Linked DNA regions of Mus musculus: region 2 is linked to region 1. The links are chromatin contacts, called in public HiChIP or PLAC-seq maps. All regions are on one chromosome and are shown on one strand. The core of a region is the stretch at or near the end of the contact, and the rest is flanking DNA. Distances in the headings are between cores, read along the strand shown.

Region 1 (3,881 bases), core at 673-3,172:
CTCTGATCCTCCCTGGATCTCAGAGCCAGACCTTCTGAGCATCTTCATTGGACTTCCTCTCAAGAGCGAGGACACCGAAAATGAGTCGTGTTTCAGCAAGATGCAGTTCACAGACTTGGTTTGAGATCTCCACTCTTCCGTCGGGCATCTCATTTCCTGCAACGTTGACATTTGTCTCCACACTGCAGGCTGGGCAGCTGCCCTTCTTGTGGTTTTGCCTTCCATCTTGAGGCACTGTGCCTGACCTGTTTGCTCACCAGCTCAATAACTTAGCTTCATCCCAGTGGATGAGATTTGACCAATACATTCGTATGCCAGTGCATCTGAGAACCACTAATGGGCAGAAACCAGATTTTGATTTTTATCCTGTTTTGTGAGCCACTCTAGCTTATGCGTGAGCTTATTCTCCCCGAATCATGCTATAGTTCAGCAATCATTGATGACCCTGGGTTATATAGCCAACAGTTTGGAAGATCCCAATCCTGCTTTCAGTAGTCTTCCAGCCTAGTATCTCTTGACTGTAAAACATCCAGTGATAGATAATCCAGCCAGCGTGGGCTGCCCCTTGTCGCAACGAAATCACTTCTAGGTAGTTATTTCACATCCAAATGAGCATCTTTTCTTTTCTTCCCCCATCTTAAATCATTCTACCTGCCTCATTAACTCCCGTTCAGCCCCCAAATACCCAAGCAAAGCCCTTCCATTTATTTAGACAGTCTCTGATTGCATTTCTTCCCCCTGACTGGAGTGATGACTCTTACTTGAGACAAATATGGAACTCCTTACTACACTCGATGGCAGTTGTTTTTTCCTGTGCACACCCCACTAGTCTGCAGCATTCTGAGCTCAGTAATTATAATTTGCATATGAAGTGTGCCCCTTGTCAAGGATCACATGTGAAGGGCTCTATTCTCAACGCGACAGTCAACAGTCGAGCGAAGGGAAGATGACTGGTTCCTGAGGACTCGGAACTAATCTGTAGATCAGTCCATTCACAAGCTCATAATATGATGGGAGTTGGTAGAGATAGGAGGGAAGGCCACACTGGAGGAAGTAGCCTCTAATGATGTATTAGGAGATGTATTTTGTCTTTATTAAGTCCCTTCCCATCTCCTATCTGTCCCAAGGAGGGCCACTTTGCTCTTTGCCCTCATGTTCTGCCTCACCAAACACTGGACTGGAACCAACAGATACCAATGACAGTGGACAGAAAGATACAAATCTGTGGGCCAAAATAAACCCTTCCTCTCTTATGTCATTTCCTCAGGCATGTGTCATGGTGCTGCAGATGTGCCTGACACTCCCACACCCTTCCATCCTTCACCTAGAACTCTCAGCAGTGGAAGTCCCTACAACAGTGCTGTACCGTGTTGCTTCTCAAGCCGAATGCATTCAGCAGTATTGACGTCCTTGATACTATTTGGTTTTGAAGACAAAATCAATTCTGTTAGGAGGGATGATCTGGAAAGTGTCCCCAAGTGGCATGTTCTCATCTGACATCATCACACGAAGATTTTATCAGGCAGAGAGATGAAGAGGTCATTTCTAGCAGTGGAATTAACACAAGCCACTTGGGCACCAGGGCGGGGTCTGGAGTGGATTAAGAGCTGAGGGAGCTGTACTAAATAAATGATAGGCCATGGAGCTCAGATCGTGGGTTGGAAACTTGCCACTGGCTATCTCTGCAGGATTGCTTGGATTCAGCAACTATGGAGTCCATCACCGTCGTCGTCGTCCTAGACGCTGTTTACAAGAGAAATCGTGTCCTATTGTAGACTGTCTTCTATGAGGACAGGAATATTCTGAGACGTTGCAGATTTTTTTTGTCTCCCGGCTCTGCCACTGGAGGTCACTGTTGTACCATCGAAATGAGTGAGAAGCCCCGCCTGATACCCTTTTGAAGTTGGCTTCCGCCAGGAGTGAATACAATACCCTCTGGGTAGCTAGGAAGTCCCGAGGTGCAGGCTTCTCCCTGGCTTCGTGGAAAAGTGGCCTGGTGACCTGCAAAAAATGACTTCGGAAGAGCGATGTCCGTCTGGAGAGGGACTGCGGGTGGGAGAGCGGTGCTGGGAGGGAGACGTCTGTATCGCATTAGTCTGCGTCTGGCGGGGAGGGGCTGGAGGCCCTGGCGGGTCAAGGCAACTGCTCCCTGCTGCTTTCTGGCGCGAATGTGGAATCTGGTAGTGATTAGAGAAGGTTATTGTCTTGGGAGTGCAGGGAGATCGGTAGTAATACTGCTTTGAGCGTTTCTGACCCCATCTTAGAAGGCCTCTCCCACGACTCTCCTGCTGGGCTCTGATTTTAGAGCCACTAAGCAAAGAAAGACAAGGAAAACTGAGGCCTATTCCTTAAGCCTATCCACTCCCCGGGGCTTACAGGGGACACTCCAGGAGGAGCACAGATGAGAACACACATCCCTAGACAGAAAACCCCAAGTAAGCCTCTATTTTTCTTAGCCCTCCTTCCTGTGGAGTGAATATCATTTGGTCCATTTGTTATGAGAAGAAACAGAGACTTGGAACTGACATTTGAACCCGAGTCTTTTGAAATATAAAGAGAATGGATGGTAAAATAACTACTTGTGGTTACTGGCTAAGAATTCTGCCCTTGAAAATTTGGAGAAAGAGCTCCTCCCTGTGCAGCTTCGACAATAACCCACTTCAAGGCGAGCTGAAGCCAGGGTACCTTTTGGCGGCACCTTTTTCTTCTTCTTTTTCTTCTCTCCTTCACTTTCTCCCCATCTCTTCCCCTGGGTTTCACTGCATACCTCAGGTTGACCCTATCCCTTCTCTTCTCCCCACGTGCTGGGATCTGACGGTCGGGCTACTCCTAGATCAGAGTGGCTCTCTAATAAGTCATAATCTGTTTATAGCCATTCATAAAAGCAGAGTGCTTCTGTGCACATTAGCTAATTTGGCTCTTATAATAACTGTCTTATCCCCATTGCCGTAGACAAAGAATCTGAGACGCTGAGGAATTAATTTGCCGAAGGTGCTACAGTCAATGATGAAATTCAACCTCGGATCTTTTTGCTCTAAATACAGCACCCACTGCCCATCACCCATTGCCCGATACCAGTTAGTCTCCAGGTAAATATTGGGTGATGGAGTGATGCTGTGTATAATCTAGCTAGCAATAAACTGATCTTAAGTTTAGGTAGCATTTTATCTCCGAAGATGGTGCTCCAACCCAGGAAGATTACACTGGAGACCCTGCCTCAAGGGGACGGAAGACTTCTGAAAGTTGTCCTCTGACTTCCGCATGAGCGCTGAGGTGCATGAACACACACGCGTGCGCACACAAACACACACACACACACACACACACGCATACAGACACACACAGACACACATATGTGTGTGCACACACACAACTCATGCACGCATGCAAGAATGCACGCAGTATACCCATAACCACACATACACGCAGGCATGTGCACATATGCATGCGTATACATTTATTGTGTGTGGATGAGTGCTCCCATGCCATGACTGGCATGTAAGGGTCAGAGGGCAGCTTGTAACTGGACTCAAATAAATTTCTAAAACTTTTTAAAAGGGTGAAGATTACAATTTATCTATCTATGTATCTATCTATGTATCTATCTATGTATCTATCTATGTATCTGTCTATGTATCTATCTATGTATCTATCTATGTATCTATCTATGTATCTATGTATCTATGTATCTATGTATCTATGTATCTATGTATCTATCTATCTATCTATCTATCTATCTATCTATCTATCTATCTATCTATCTATCTTGCAGTTCACACAGCTCTGGGGTGATTAATACATCTTCTTCCTGTTCCAGAGGTACCAGATTTAGAAAATAAGAACCCAGAACTCCTAAAATTAGATTTCTTATGGGGTTATTG
Region 2 (3,881 bases), core at 423-2,922, 540 kb after region 1:
GGTTTGGTCTTTGCAGGAGTGATCTCTGGACTTGCTGCTCCCGTTGTCAGCTTCCATGCCTCCCCCACCATTATGGACTCCCCCTCTGAAACTGTAGTCAAAATAAACTCTATCTTTCATAAGTCCCTTTTGGTCGTGGTGTTTTATTACAGCAACATCAACAACAGGCCTCACACACAAATTACACGCAAATGACTGCATGTCTAGACATGGTTGCTGTCCCAAATATATCTATATCTAAACACACACACACAGAGACAGACACACATACACACACAAACACACACATACCATACACACAACCACACACACACACACATATATATATATGGGTATATCTCCAACTGTTTTTTGAATCTAAAATCTAAAGCACTTTTAGTTTCATTTGCTGTAAACAAACAAACAAACAAAACAAAAAACAAAAACAAAAACAAAAACCAGATTCTTGGCCTCTAGTTCGAGCATGCTGTTCATAGATCCAAAGGCCCAGGAAATACTCCAAAGATCTCTTGGGAAGAAATCAGCAAATGGTACAGTTCCATGAAATAAACCCACAGTTAAATAGTCTTGACCTTGAAGTAGATAAAGATCAAGCCTCGAAAACACAGTGTTTGAGCTTGAACCGAGGCATCGGCACTTTGTTCTTAGCAGGCCAGGACCAAGTGTGTCTGTAGGATGCTAAGAGGATTGAAAACACTTGGATGAGTGAGGTCATTTGTGAGAGATTGTGTGGGGCTGGAAATTCCGCCAAGGTGCTCACCACAATGTTTGTAGAAAGCCACACCCTTTACCATTGGGTTGACGACTTCCACAATTCTAAAGGTTAACGATTTTGTGGATCCAGGCCTCGCCAATACTGTACCTCTCAAAAGCTTCATTTATCTTTCATCTGGGGGATTTACCAGTGACTTTTACCTGCACGTATTCTGTTGGCAGGAGTAAGACAATGAAGTACAAGGTTTTGCATATCCTTAACTCACAAAGCCAATAAGGATGCATTTGCTGTGGAGGAGCAGACAGAATTCTGGGGAATGTAGTCACAAAGAAAAACCCACAGTAAGTGCTGCTTGCTCACAGAGGGAAGGCAGTTCAGGTGACATTTCGTGGTGTATTCCACGGTCTGTTTGGACACCTGAAGCTTTAATTGAGGTTGGTCTCTTGCTTCAGGGAACCCCATTTCCTGAACACACTGGAGGCTACACACTCAGTACAGTTAAGTGATGCTGATAAAGAGCTGAAGCAGATGTTTGGGGAGGGAGGGGAGAAGCATGGTGTGGTCAGTTATCAGAGCAGGTGAGGCTTGTGGTGCTCTGTGGGAGCACTGAAGAGTTCTCTATTATGAAAGGTGAGGGGAGAGAAGAAGCAGACCCTGTTTCTCAATACTGACAACTCCTTGCTCTCAAAGGAACAAATCCATCTTTCTGCCTCTTGGCAGCACAGCACTCACATAGATGGATTGGGGGAGCTTTTCCCCCTTCTTCTTTTTTCACTATTCCCAAAGAAAGGCATTCAAGCCTTTCTTAACCTTACATTCCAACCTCTCGTGGTGCCTATACTCAGGAAATACTTCTTCAGGTTTAACTAAATCCCTCTCTGCAATGTGAGACCATTGCTATCCTCCAAGGACTCACAGAACAGCTGCCTGGCACCTGGCCAGTCACACCATTCCACGTTTCCATTGTTCAGGGGAGGAACAGCTCGAGGCTTTTGCTGATTGGCTCTCACCACCCAGCAGGAACTCAGGCCAGAACACCAGGCTGTGCTGAGGCTGCTTTGCTGGGACATGAAGTACTAGTCTCCCAGGACACCATTCTCCCAGGCTCAGAAATCAGCACACGTGACTTAACACTTCCTGAGAGTGACATGCTCTGTGAGGGGGTTTGAAAGGTGGCTGGGAATGTCTCTATAGTGCCTCACCTAGCAAGTTTAATAGGTGTTATATCTATTGTGTGTGGAGAAAGAAAAAAAAAAAGCAAAAAACATTTCAGGTAGCCCAGGCTGGCTCAAAGTTGCTATGTTGCCAAGGAAGGTCCTGAATACTTCCTTCTCCTGCATCTGCCTTGAAAGTACTGGTGCTCTTAGGCATGTGTCACTATGGTAAGCTTTATAGCTCTCTCTCTCTCTCTCTTTCTCTCTCTCTCTCTCTCTCTCTCTCTCTCTCTCTCTCTCTCTCTCAATCAAGTAAAGAAAAGTAGGCTCAGTCAAAGGCCACACAGATAAGAAATGAAGCCCCGAGTGGACTCTCATATTGTGAGCATTCAGGTTTGGTGTCCCTTCCGATGTATGAGAGTGCTTCCCAGGGATCACTAGAGCACACAGAGCACACGTGTTCTGTCCTTGCAGACTTCAGGGTAACAAACAGCAGAGACCAGTGCATGAGAAAAGGAGCACAAGAGCTCACTGACAACTCCAGACAAGATGAGTTGTTGGTCACTATAAACTATGAACCAAGTTAGAGGATTTGCTTAGAGAGGCAAGAAGAAGCCAATGCAGGTGATGGGAGGTTTTGGGAGACAGAACTGCTGCTGCTTAGCCAGACTGGGGCTTAAAGCTGGTCAACCCTGGGCAGGCTCAGACCCAGTGAGCTTCAGTTTTATCCTTCAGGAAGCATAAGAAGAACACGTTCACAAGCTCGTTGTTTAAAGTAGATGAGGTAAGTAATAGTTAACGAGCAGCCAGGTCTGAGAAGCTAAATAAAGGTCGAAACGAGTCATGTTCTGGGATGAGCAGAGCAAAGAGAGGTTAAGTTAGGAAAGGTTTGATGAAAGAAGAAGAAAGATGGAAACTCAGGGAAGAAGACAAAGAAAGCTGCCCTTCTTAGCCCCTCTCCCCACTTCCCATGGGGATGCCATGTTAGCCTTTGAATGTGAGGACCTACACTGTCTGTCTCTGTAAACCATGGTGGGTTGTATTCCTGTAACAACCAGTCACAGGAGAGACCATAGGTGAGAGATTTATATGATATCCAAGGAGATGCATTAAAGCAGAAAATACCCTAGAGTGAAGGGTCATTTTGCTGTAATGCCATTAAAACTTGAGTGTGCTATGCAATTCAACAATTATCAGCGTGGATAACGTCTGGAAATGTTAAATCTAATGATTTGACTTGCTTGCCATGAGCCTGCTCCTTCTGATTTTGATGGGAGAAGTGACCTTTCCTAGGATCCACAAATGATTGGAAATGGAGCGGTTGCAATTCTTGGACCCTTTCTATTGACTGATTAAGTAAATCATCAACTAAATGGAAATCCAATTTGAAAGGCATAGATTTAAATGAATTAATAAGTGAACTGATAAGGCAAAATGGTAACAGTAATAAGAAAAAAATCTAGACTTGGTGGGAAACTTTAAAATAAGCTTTAAACAGTCAGAAGCCAGAGAGGGAAACCACTGAGTGCTCATACGGCCTGTGGCAAAAGAGCTTTTGACATTTACCCAATCCAATGTGGCTCCGTGGGATGCAAACCACAAGGCCACAGATATTTTCAAAGGCATGCAGTACTTCTTGTGGCTATATGATAAGCTGGTTAAGGTGCCCAGACTAAAGGATTGTGGGAAATTCAGCCTGTGTGCTCCTATGATGCCAAATCCTGATGTGGGTTTCTGTGGTTGGTGAAATGAAGTCAGGGGTGTTTCAGGCTTCACCACCCTGAATGCTGTTCCCGCATGGACCACTATCAACACACAAAAGTGCTGCTCTGGGAATCCAGTCCAGAACTTGATTAAGAAAAGATGCTCCCAAATACAGGTGAGAAAAAAAGTGCAATCATAATCACTGGAAGTCCACTCTGTACCAGGTACTGTGTACATTGATTTTGTTAATCCTCATAGCAATTTGCAAGCTAGAATGTCTAAAGTCCTCTAAAGGAGCTTAATGTAGA

The links. HiChIP or PLAC-seq counts read pairs in DNA pulled down with a chosen protein or histone mark.
Region 2: an H3K4me3 HiChIP or PLAC-seq map of craniofacial prominence shows a contact between it and region 1, with 6 times the contacts expected there. The contact joins two enhancer-like sites. A contact is called at or near these places in 4 of 484 Hi-C or Micro-C datasets (cerebellar granule neurons, cerebellum, embryonic stem cells and 1 more), 9 of 115 datasets of contacts at active chromatin or transcription factors (the NIH/3T3 cell line, craniofacial prominence, embryonic basal ganglia and 6 more) and 2 of 9 other capture datasets (embryonic stem cells and embryonic trunk).

Annotation. Positions count from the first base shown.
Region 1 is chr9:41,227,034-41,230,914 of GRCm38.p6, forward strand. No RefSeq gene overlaps it. Among named protein-coding and RNA genes, the nearest start is that of 1700063D05Rik, 23 kb to the left of the region's middle. RefSeq lists an enhancer at 869-3,512. Within about 2 kb of position 1,923, at least 216 of the 459 cell types and tissues checked have an H3K27ac peak or open chromatin away from gene starts, as enhancers often do. A contact at or near this core is called in the NIH/3T3 cell line, craniofacial prominence, embryonic basal ganglia and 2 more, where this site is marked.
Region 2 is chr9:41,765,024-41,768,904 of GRCm38.p6, forward strand. Gm46143 (a long non-coding RNA gene) reads left to right here. Exons shown (of 2, transcript XR_001779341.1): 2 at 1-122. Among named protein-coding and RNA genes, the nearest start is that of Gm46143, 6.6 kb to the left of the region's middle. Within about 2 kb of position 1,673, at least 95 of the 459 cell types and tissues checked have an H3K27ac peak or open chromatin away from gene starts, as enhancers often do. A contact at or near this core is called in the NIH/3T3 cell line, craniofacial prominence, embryonic basal ganglia and 2 more, where this site is marked.